3 separate regions of the Mus musculus genome follow, and regions 2 and 3 are each linked to region 1. A link is a contact called in public ChIA-PET and HiChIP or PLAC-seq data. All regions are on one chromosome and are shown on one strand. The core of a region is the stretch at or near the end of the contact, and the rest is flanking DNA. Distances in the headings are between cores, read along the strand shown. Region 1 has its middle 19 kb from the start of Gm39364. Region 2 has its middle 30 kb from the start of Car12. Region 3 holds the start of Car12 (carbonic anhydrase 12).

Evidence for each region. ChIA-PET counts read pairs in DNA pulled down with a chosen protein or histone mark. HiChIP or PLAC-seq counts read pairs in DNA pulled down with a chosen protein or histone mark.
Region 2: a contact with region 1 is called in an RNA polymerase II ChIA-PET map of memory CD8 T cells, with 62 read pairs. The contact joins two enhancer-like sites. A contact is called at or near these places in 1 of 484 Hi-C or Micro-C datasets (large pre-B cells) and 3 of 115 datasets of contacts at active chromatin or transcription factors (T-cell acute lymphoblastic leukemia, embryonic stem cells and memory CD8 T cells).
Region 3: an H3K4me3 HiChIP or PLAC-seq map of the 230-238 cell line shows a contact between it and region 1, with 10 read pairs. The contact joins the promoter of Car12 here to the enhancer-like site in region 1. A contact is called at or near these places in 5 of 39 promoter capture datasets (the 3T3-L1 cell line, the C10 cell line, embryonic stem cells and 1 more), 1 of 484 Hi-C or Micro-C datasets (the Ba/F3 cell line), 5 of 115 datasets of contacts at active chromatin or transcription factors (the 230-238 cell line, T-cell acute lymphoblastic leukemia, embryonic stem cells and 2 more) and 2 of 9 other capture datasets (embryonic stem cells and macrophages).

Annotation. Positions count from the first base shown.
Region 1 is chr9:66,279,792-66,283,271 of GRCm38.p6, reverse strand. No RefSeq gene overlaps it. Among named protein-coding and RNA genes, the nearest start is that of Gm39364, 19 kb to the left of the region's middle. Within about 2 kb of position 1,686, at least 72 of the 459 cell types and tissues checked have an H3K27ac peak or open chromatin away from gene starts, as enhancers often do. A contact at or near this core is called in the 230-238 cell line, T-cell acute lymphoblastic leukemia, memory CD8 T cells and 1 more, where this site is marked.
Region 2 is chr9:66,681,669-66,684,718 of GRCm38.p6, reverse strand. No RefSeq gene overlaps it. Among named protein-coding and RNA genes, the nearest start is that of Car12, 30 kb to the left of the region's middle. Within about 2 kb of position 1,733, at least 71 of the 459 cell types and tissues checked have an H3K27ac peak or open chromatin away from gene starts, as enhancers often do. A contact at or near this core is called in memory CD8 T cells, where this site is marked.
Region 3 is chr9:66,712,039-66,715,405 of GRCm38.p6, reverse strand. It overlaps Car12 (carbonic anhydrase 12), which reads right to left and starts at 1,720. Exons shown (of 11, transcript NM_178396.5): 1 at 1,473-1,720. The coding sequence starts at 1,557.

The DNA of each region.
Region 1 (3,480 bases), core at 437-2,936:
CCCTTGTTTTTCCCAGCTGCTAAGGAAGAAATTAAAAGCTTGGCTATAGGGGAGAAGGAGTTCAAAAGCTGCTGCAGCCTCACAAGGAGCGTCAGGGCATCCCTAGTGCTACCCAGGGGTGCTCCGTCAAGCGAGTCTGCTCCTGGAAAGCAAAGCTCAGTCCCTGTCCCCATCCCCCACTCCCTGAATGAGTGAGAGCCAAATAGATAAGAAATTACAAGGAATAGCCCAGAAGTTGGGGGCACTCAGAAAAACAAATGATGAAGTTGGCCATCTGCCCTTAAAAAGGGATGACTATGCGCCTACTAGTCCCTCATCCCTACCATCAGAGTAGCATCTTCCATTGTAAATCTTTTCAAGGATGCAGAACCTGGGTTAGAAAGATGGCTCAGTGGTTAACAGAGCTGACTGTTTTTCCAGAGGACAAGGGTTCAATCCTTGTAGCTCTCACTACTGTCTGTAAGTCCAGGTGGTCTGATGCCCTCTTCTGGCTTCTGTGGAAACTGCATGCACATGGTGCACACTTATGTGCAGACAAAACAGCAATACACATTGGGGGGTTGAGGTGGGGGGAGATGCAGATGTGTTAGTTTGATTTCTGTTGTTTTTTTTTTTTCACTTTTTAAAAATGAGAACAGTGGGTTTTTTTTTTTAAGGTGTATTTATTTTATTTCTATGGGTACACTGTGGCTGTCTTCAGACACCAAAAGAAGGCACCAAATCCCATTACAGATGGCTATAAGCCACCATGTGGTTGCTGGAAATTGAACTCAGGACCTTTGGAAGAGTAGTCAGTGCTCTTAACTGCTGAGCCATCTCTCCAGTCACCTGTTTGCTTTTGTTTTAAAACAGTAATATAGCTCAGGCTAGCCTAAATTCACAACTCACTATGCAGCAAAAGATAACCTTGAATTCCTGGTCCTCTTGTTTCTGGCTCCAGAGTGCTAGGATTGCAGGCATGCACCAGCGTGTATGGTTTATGCAGTGCTGGGGCCTACGAAAGACCTCAGACTACCAACTTTCCACTGCTGTGACAGAAGGCCTATGATAATCAACAGAAAAAGAAGAAAGGATTATTTGGGCTCACAGTCTGGGAGGTTTAGGTCCATGGCTGCTTGCCTCTGCTGCCTTGGGGGTCTGTGGTGAGACATCATGACAGAAGCTGCTCATATATGACATCTAGAAAGCAAAAAGACAGAAATATTTGGGCATGGTATACACCTGGGTTCCCAGCTCAGGGGAGGCTGAGGCAGGAGGGTTGCAAGTTCAAGGCCAGCCTGGGCTACATAGTGAGCCCTTGTCTCTGAATGCAAACAAAACAAATGCCAACCCCCCTGGAAGCCTTAGTTTCCTAAGCTTTCTCAAGATGGCTGTGAGAACAGAAGGCAATAAAGACCTGGTGTGAGGCAGATGCTTCTAGAATGCAAACCACAGGGTGGGGGCGGGGGGAGTGGAGAGGCACAGGCAGACCGGCAAGAAGGCAGCAGCTGCTGCTGCTCTCTAGCAAGGCTCCTTTGCATTTGGCCGTAGGCAGCTGAAGGGGCCAGACAGGCGGAAAGCGAAGGTGCTTTGCAGCTGGGCAGTGAGGTTTCTTAACCAACCGAGCTTCACAGAATGTTCAGGATGTGGGCCGGCCCCCAGCATGCACTGGGGAAAACCAAAGGACGAGAAACAAGAGGCATGTCACGTCAAGGGCCTTGCTCATCACATATCACATGTCACCAGAGTGGTTGGCAGAGGCAGCAAACAACACCATGGGAACTCCATCTCCTTCTTCCATTTGCTCCATCCAGCCTACTCACTGATGAATTTATGTTTTACGCTAGTCCATAAAGCACAGTTGTTAGGACAGAAGCCACTTTCTGAGTGCAGTACACTAAGTGCCGCCATGCTTTAGCTAATCCAACCGAATAGTCATAGGAGCCCTGCGGGGAAGATATTGGCATGCCCCCGTTTTACAAATGGGAAAGCTGAGGCCCAATACCTTGGTAAATAAATAAATAAATAATCACCCAGCTAAGAAGATGTCAGAAATGTCATTCAAACTCTGAGACCTAACCTGACTCTCAGGCCAGGGTTTTCAGATCAGTACCGTGGACCTAGGCTAGAAGACATTTTCATATTTTCTTTTTTCTTTTTTTTTTCCCCCTTGAAACCGGTCTATGTAGCCCTTGCCAGAACATACTATCTAGACCAGGCTGATCTTGAACTCACAGAGATCCACCTGCCTCTGCCTCCTAAGTACTGACATTAAAGACACATGCCAGCACATCCTGCTGGGAGACACTTTCTAGGGAAAAGAGGTAAGTACCTACAGGCTTTGGAGGAGCAGGAAAGCCCACCTCCTGGGCCAGTGTCCAGTGAGGAGGGGGTAAGAGACATTGCCTACCATCACCCAGCAGTGGGCATGGAGAGAGGCACTACACCCCTCCATCAGTGCCCTTCTCTCAGTAGAGACCTCAGCTGCCTCCTAGCAGTTTGGGGGAAAACCAATTGTGCCCTAGGCTCTAAGGCACTAAGCCTTAGGTATAGACAATCACAATTTATCCTGGTCCCCCCACCCCCCTCGATCTAGGGATGTGCATGCAGACCAAGAAAGGCTTTGCTGTGGTTTCAGAATGTCTGTGCTCACTTCCTGTAAAGACATATGCAAATTACTTTTCTCATTGCTGAGACCTAACACCTGGTCAGAAGCAACTTAAAGCTAGGAGGCATGGTGGCTCACACCTCTGTGAGTCTGGGAGCAGCTTGGTCTATATTGTGAATTAATTCCAGACCTGCCTGCCAGGGCTACCTAGTGAGACCCTGTCTCAAAAGAAAAAAAAGAAAAAGGAAGGAGAAGAAATAGAAGAAGGTCTATTTTGACTTACAGTTGGGATACAGTGCATCGTGGCAAAGGCATACAAGCAGGAGTGTGAAGTGGCTGGCCACACTGTGTCTGCTGTGTGGAAGCAGAGGCAGACAGATGCTGGGGTTCAACTAGATCTCTGTTTGTTATGTAGTCCAGAACCCTAGCCCCATGAATAGCATCCACAGCTGCAGTGGGATTCTCCAGCTTAGTTAACCTAAACTAGAATCTCCCTCACTGACACGCCCAGATATTTGTCTGGAGGGGATTCTGGATCCTGTCAACTTGGCAACTTCAACTCTCGAAGTATCTTTCTGCCTGATGCTCTCAGTTGAGTAAACATTGTAAAGTAGTTTTGCCTCCCCCTGGACAAGTATTAGGATAAAGGACAAAAAAGCCTGGTCTGTTTAAAATACTCAACCTGTTGGAAAGGTGAGAGGTGTGGCCCTGCCCTTCCCCCACAGAGGCCTGGGCTGAAGTACCAAGAACCCTGTGGAGACATCATAGCTACTCCTGGCCCAGAGGAGCCACCCAGGCATCAGGCCAGTGCCCTGGGTATTTTCAGCTTCCAGCAGCATCAGCAAGGTCTGAGAGCCATGAGCCTTATTGTATTTCAGGTGACCTAGGCACCT
Region 2 (3,050 bases), core at 484-2,983, 400 kb before region 1:
CTCTCTCCCCAAATAGGAAATCTCTAGATGATATTGTTTCCCCAGCCGTTTCTCATCAGATTTCCCCGAGGCAGACTCAGCCTTACCATCTGCAGGATGGAGTGAGTTGTTATTTTATTTGTGTGTAGGTGTATTTGGGCAGAGGGATACACATGTGTGTGCCGGTGTGTGTGAGGAGGCCTCATTTCCCAGGAGCTGCTTACCTTGTTTTTTTGAGGCAAGGTCTCTCATGGTTTTCCCGTCTCTGTCTCCCCATGTTGAGATTGCAAGTGTGTGATGCTATGCCTGCCTTTAATACGTGGATGCTGGGGATTGAACTTGGTCCTCATGCTCGCAAGCCAAGCACTCTACCAACTGAGATGCCTTCCCAGCCTTGTAAAGAGAGTCTTGTAAAGGAAGGCCATCAGCTTTCCTAGCCTGAAATGCCATCTTAGTATTTAGTCTTGTTTGCCAATGCTAGCCCACGTAGACTGAGGAACCAAAGGTAGAAGGCTTGGTTACCTGAAGCCTAGGGAACCAGTTAACACATCGGAGGGCCCAATCAATGGCCTTAGTAGGGAATTCAAAAACCTGAGTCCTTCTCTACCTCAAAGCTCTTCTTCTAATACTAAGGGTCCCCATAGACTCATCTATTTGACTACTTGGTCCCTAGCTGGTGAACCATTTAGGAAGGATTAAGAGGTATGGCCTTGTTGGTGAGGTGTGTCTCTTGGGGTGGACTTTAAAGTATCAAAATCCCATGACATTCCTAGTGAGCTCTACCTCCTATAGCCAGTAAGGAGCTACAGTACAGTATCTGCCTGCCTGCTGCCATGCTCCCTGCCATGATGGTCATGGACTCACTGAAACTGTAAGCCCCCATTGGTCGGTCCCGGTGTCTAAGGGGGGGGAAGTCCCTAAAACCGAAATGCTTCCATTTTAAGTTTGCAACAATCATCTGGAAAAATCTCAAAACAACTTTGAGACTATGTCCCCATGAGGATATACCAAAGCTTGCATGGGACAATTAGACTGAAGATGTTTTCTGCTTTTAAATACTTTATAATACAAGAAAGGAAGAGGAGTCACAGGACATCGTGAGATCTGCTCAAATCACTGTTTGTTTGTTTGTTTGTTTGGACAGGGTCTTTCTATGTAGCCTTGGTTGCCATGGAATTAGCTATGTAGACCAGGCTGGCCTCCAATTCACAGAACTCTGCCTGCCTCTGCAACTGGAGTGCTGGGATTAAAGGTGTACATCACCATACGGCAATCAAATCTCTTTTTAAAAATAATTTCAAGGGGCTAGAAGATGGCTCAGTAGGTCACCTGCCATCAAGTCTGATGACGTAAATTTACTCCCCATGACACACATAGTAGGAGAACCTACAGTCACACAAGGGGGAGGGGAAAGGAGGAGGAAGAAAGGGGCAAAGTGGACAGGAAAGACACACTATGTGACAGTGGAGACAGTATACATCATGATGCCTCAAGAATGGTACTACCAGGAAAGCAAAAAAGTAAAGGTCTTCCCCAAGAAGCCTGTAAGGAAGCCTAGCCCTTTGACTTCAGACTTCTGGTTACTTCATCGGTTACTTCTCTGGCTGTATTAGTTACTTTTTTGTGGCTGGGCCAAATACCGTGACCAAATTTAAGAAAGAAATTGGCTCACAGTTCCAAAAGGAGAGTCCATAATGGTGAGATGGTATGTCAACAGGCAGGCATGGGGCCAAAACAGGAAGCTGAGTGGTCACCTCTTAACCACACACAGGAAGCAGAGCGAGCAAGCAGAAGGGGCAAGGCTATAAACCCTCAAAGTCCAGCCCCAGTGACTTTCTCCTCTAGCAAGGCTGTACCTCCTAAAGGGTTTGTAATCTCCCCATACAGTACCAACAAATGGGGAGCAAATGTTTAAATACATGAGCCCATGGAGAGCATGTCTCAGTCAGAACACCACAGTCTTGTCTTTGCCTTGCCTTGCCTTGCCTTGCCTTGCCCTCTCTTCCTCTCCCCTTTCCTTTCCTCTCCTCTCCTTTCCTTTCCTTTTCTTTCCTTTCCTTTTCTTTTCTTTTCCAGCAGCTCTGGAAATCTAATGCTTCCATTTTCTCTGACTCCAGCTGTATAGTGGAATTGGCCCATGTACAGCGGGTCAGTACAACATGCTAATGCCTTAGGTTCTGTTTTTTAAGGCAGTTCAAAGCATTTTACACGGAATGTAAAAATACATATATAAGTTATATATACATATGCAAGTCCATAGTAAACTTCAATAGTAGATGTTTTTAAAAGCATAAACTACTTTTAAAAAATTCTAGTAAAAATGGTTGCTTCTGGTAGCTGTGAGACAAAAGTAGACTTTTCTGCTTTACTTTTGTGCCTTTGTATAAGGAATGCATGAGTTTATCCAAGGTTGTTTTGTTTTGTTTTGTTTTTTATTCCAAGCAGGATTTTACTATGGAGCCTAAAATTTAAGAACTCTTGCATCAGCATCCCAAGTTCTAGGGGATTAGAGGCAACGCCCACCATATCTGACACTTTTGTTAGCATTATTTTAAAATGGGGATTTCAAATTTTTTTTTATTATTGTTTTGAGTTTTTCGAGACAGAATTCTTCTATGTAGCCCTAGCTGTCCTTGAAATCTCAGTGTAGACCAGGCTGGCCTCAAACTCACAGAGATACACCTGCCTCTGCCTTCCGAGTGCTGGGATTAGAGGTGCTAGCCACTATACCTGGCAACTTTCAAATGTTATAAAGACAAGCAGCCATATTCACTGGCTGCATCCGGATAACAAAATCCTTATCACGGGCTCCATATGAAGTAAAGACATTTATTTTACCTCACGTTTCCACAGGTGCAAGGCAAACATTATGCAGAGGCATCAGTAAAAATGGCATGCCTTGCAAAAACATGTCAAAGTGGGCCATCATGTCCTGAGCCAGGACACAGAGAGCAGAATCTCACAGTCTCCTTGGAGACCACATCCTCAAACAGTAAAGGCTGCCCACTAAGGTCCTCTTCTTCAAGGTTCCTAGAACCTCCAGGGGACCCAATCTAGACCAGGGAACACTC
Region 3 (3,367 bases), core at 471-2,970, 430 kb before region 1:
ACCCTCCAGCCCCAACCTTGTATTAACTGGTCTCCAGTCCACCTCAGTGAGTGTTTGACTTCATCTCCTGAGGCAGTCAAGAAACCTGCCCAATAAATAGCAGTGTAAAAGCTTAGAACTTAGCGGTAGCTAAGACTGCTCAGTGTGAGGGGAAAGTGGAGCTTTACTGCAAACTCCCTCTAATGCAGTTTAGAGAATAAGGAGGACATGAAGGGGGGGCAACAAAGAGGAGAATGGAGAGCCCCAAACTTTCAAAAAAAAAAAAGATCAATAGAGTCCTTCTCTCCTTTGTGTGAGGTGCTTGGTGCTAAAACGACTTCTGGTGAACTTCAGTCTCTATAGATTCCTTTAGAGTTAGTAGCAACCCAAAGTTAACAGTTTTCAAAATTGATCGCCACTTTTGTGGGACTTCTCCCACATTCTGCTTCTTCCTGACTGCGTGGGAAAGGTGATAGTAGGCAGATCCTGCCAGCCAGTCGATGAAGGTTCAGTAAAGGGGTAGTGGCTTGTTGCCCACCGGCAGAGTGTGGTCCTCCAAGGGGGGAAGGAGAGCAGAGCTCTGATACTGCTGGGCAGGAGCTGGGCTCTCTCCCCGCTGCCTGGCCAGGGGAATCATTGTTCAGCCACTGGGGTCACTCTTGGTCCCTTCTATTGCAACCCAAGAACAAGTATCACCACAGTGTGGGGACCCATTGACACAAACAAGCAGGACCCAGTCCCCACCTTCTCCCTAAGGTTAGTAGTAGCCTGAGGGAGAGGCAGGCTAAAGCTTGCTTTTCCTTTTCTTATTCCAAAGGAGTTAATTATCCAGGCTTTGGACATGAGCCCACAATTCAGGCTCCTCTTCCCACCTCAACCTGACACCCTGTTCAGCATACTTGCCCTTCGGGTTTCAGCCCCTTATTACAGTTAGAAATAAGGCATGTGCGCACACATGTAGGTTCAGTGTAGCAGAGATCTCGAGGGGAAAGACAATGACTAACGGTGGGCTACATTATCCCCTGGACACGGAGTGTGAAACCTACTGGTTAACTGCCTCTCTGAGGGTTCTGACGATCAGCCAGACACCCCTTCTTGCGGATCACAGCACACAGGAAGACAGTCCTTTCTCAGCGCTCTGCACGTGGTTCCGGGATCCTGGCTAGCAAGTTTCCAAGCCCCATCTCCAGAGGTAGTGTGCTCAGAAAAGAGGCAAATGAGTAACTACAACTGTGCACCAAGCACCGTTAAAAAAAAGTGCCTCCAACTAACCTCAGCTAACAGTGCATCCCAAACGATCCCAAAGCTAGCATCCTTTCTTGAAAATGTGCTAGGCACACAGCAACTTCCTTACTCGCTCAGTAGTGATTTTACTTTATCTTGCAAGAGCCTGGCAGAAATCCTCTCTCTGCCCAGGCATGGCTCAGTGCACAGGACTCTTTTTTTTTTTTTTTTTTTTTTTTTTTTTTTTTTTAAGTAAGCAGAAACTTTACCGTTGAGTGGGGCTGAGCTGGAAGGCTGCTTCTTAAGGATCACCAACAGGAGGACGACAGTCGCGCGCAGGCTGCGGTGAGGCATCTTTGTCCTGGCGACTCAAAGCTGCCACTCACTCGGAGCTGTGGGGCGCTCGGAGCTGGCAGCGGCGCACCAGCACAGTGTGCACTTAGCCTGGGACCAAGACGTGCACGTTGGTTGTGTAGACTCGTGGCTGCCTGTAGGCTGCTTTTTAATGCCGCGACTCAACCCTAAACATGATGTCATCAGGCAGGAGGGCGGGGCAGAAAGCCCAGCCTACCGGAGGGCAGGAGCCCCAGGTCCGAGGTGAGTTGAGGTCCTGACTTAAGTGGTCCTCAGTGGCCCACTGCGGCGGTCCTCTGGGCCACAGGTTACTTGGGGGAGCCAGTTCTCACAGGGAGGTATGGAAAGTCAGGGACCCGTGCAGCACTCACTTCCCTAGATGTGACTGTGGTCTGTCACTGCCCTTACTTGAAAGCCCCAGCATAGAATGCTGTTTGGGCCAAAGCCTCATTCAGGGTCTGAATGTTTCTGCCTGGTCTTAGCCAAGTAGCTGTGAATTACACATCACATCCAGATTAAGCTCTTCTCAACGAAACCACAAAGAGACTGCGAATCGGAAACTAAGATAAAGGGATTCACAGAAATGAGTCGCTTTTCTTGGCGATTAGCATTTCCCTTAGGAGGAGGAGGCATGTAGACAAGGCTTACTCCTTGTGCAAATTCACAGGATCAGCCCATCTTCGGTAGGCAGCAGGTGGAGAAGGTGCCCTCTCTGAAGTAGTGGTGAAAGAAAAGGACTTGCTTTATTACCGAGTGTCTACAAGCATCAGAGACCAGGCTAGGGGTTATGTGGACCAGTGGCCAGGCTGTTTCCAATGCTGGTTTATCACCTGTTGCTACTCCTGCCCACTATTCTCCAATCTCCGCTTGCTTTGCAATATGCACACTTACACTCTAGACAGGAGCCCGTTGTTCTGATCACGTTTGTGTCTAGCCCGCCCATGCGGAGCTGAATCTTCCTGGCCTCCTGCTCTGCTGTTCCCCACCCTTACCTCCTATATCGTCTGTTTGTTATTCCCGCCCGAGATGGTCTCTGCTTCCCTGGCTCCTCCATATCTCTCTACCACCTCAGGTGTGGGGCTCAGTTTCCTGCTCCTACTAACCCTGGTCTCCTGCTGCCTACACATACGGAATAGTACATAACCCCATGTTTGTAACCTGGCCCGCCATGCCCTCTTCTCTGGGCCAAGTCAACCAGCCCAGCCCTCCCCCATCCCCCATCTGTTCTGGCACTCAACCTACAACTCAGGTTGGCCTTGGTGACCAAAGAGGCCATTTGTTCACCTACAACTTGGAGAGACTGAGCAGCCGAGAACCACCAGGAAGCAGGTGTCGCCTGCATTTCAAGGGGTGTTATTGTTCTGTCCCTAACAGCTCAACTATTGTATGGGTAATAAAGGGCTTGAAATCTCTTCAAGGAAGTTGTTACAATGACAATTTTGTCACAATCATTTCCAGACCACAATAAGCTTAAGGGTGACCTTTTCTCAGAGATGAATAGCCTTGAATGAGCTCTGGAGTGGCTTAGGCAGTCTTGTTAAAGGCTGAGGTGGACTGGGGAGCAGAAGGCCCAGAGAGACCCCTGAATGTTCTGAGATGCAGATTCTGGGCCCAGAGAGTGAAGCCTTGACTAGTTCAAGGCCAACTGGATCATACCTGCCACCGGCCTGTGTCACTCCCACGACAGGTGTTTTTCAGTATGTCGGAAAGTACTCAGTTCAACTTCTCAAATGTTCACTTTAAACGGATCCCCAAAGATGCAGGGAAAAAAGAAGGATATGGTGGATTTAGTCAAATAGTAAGAATAGAT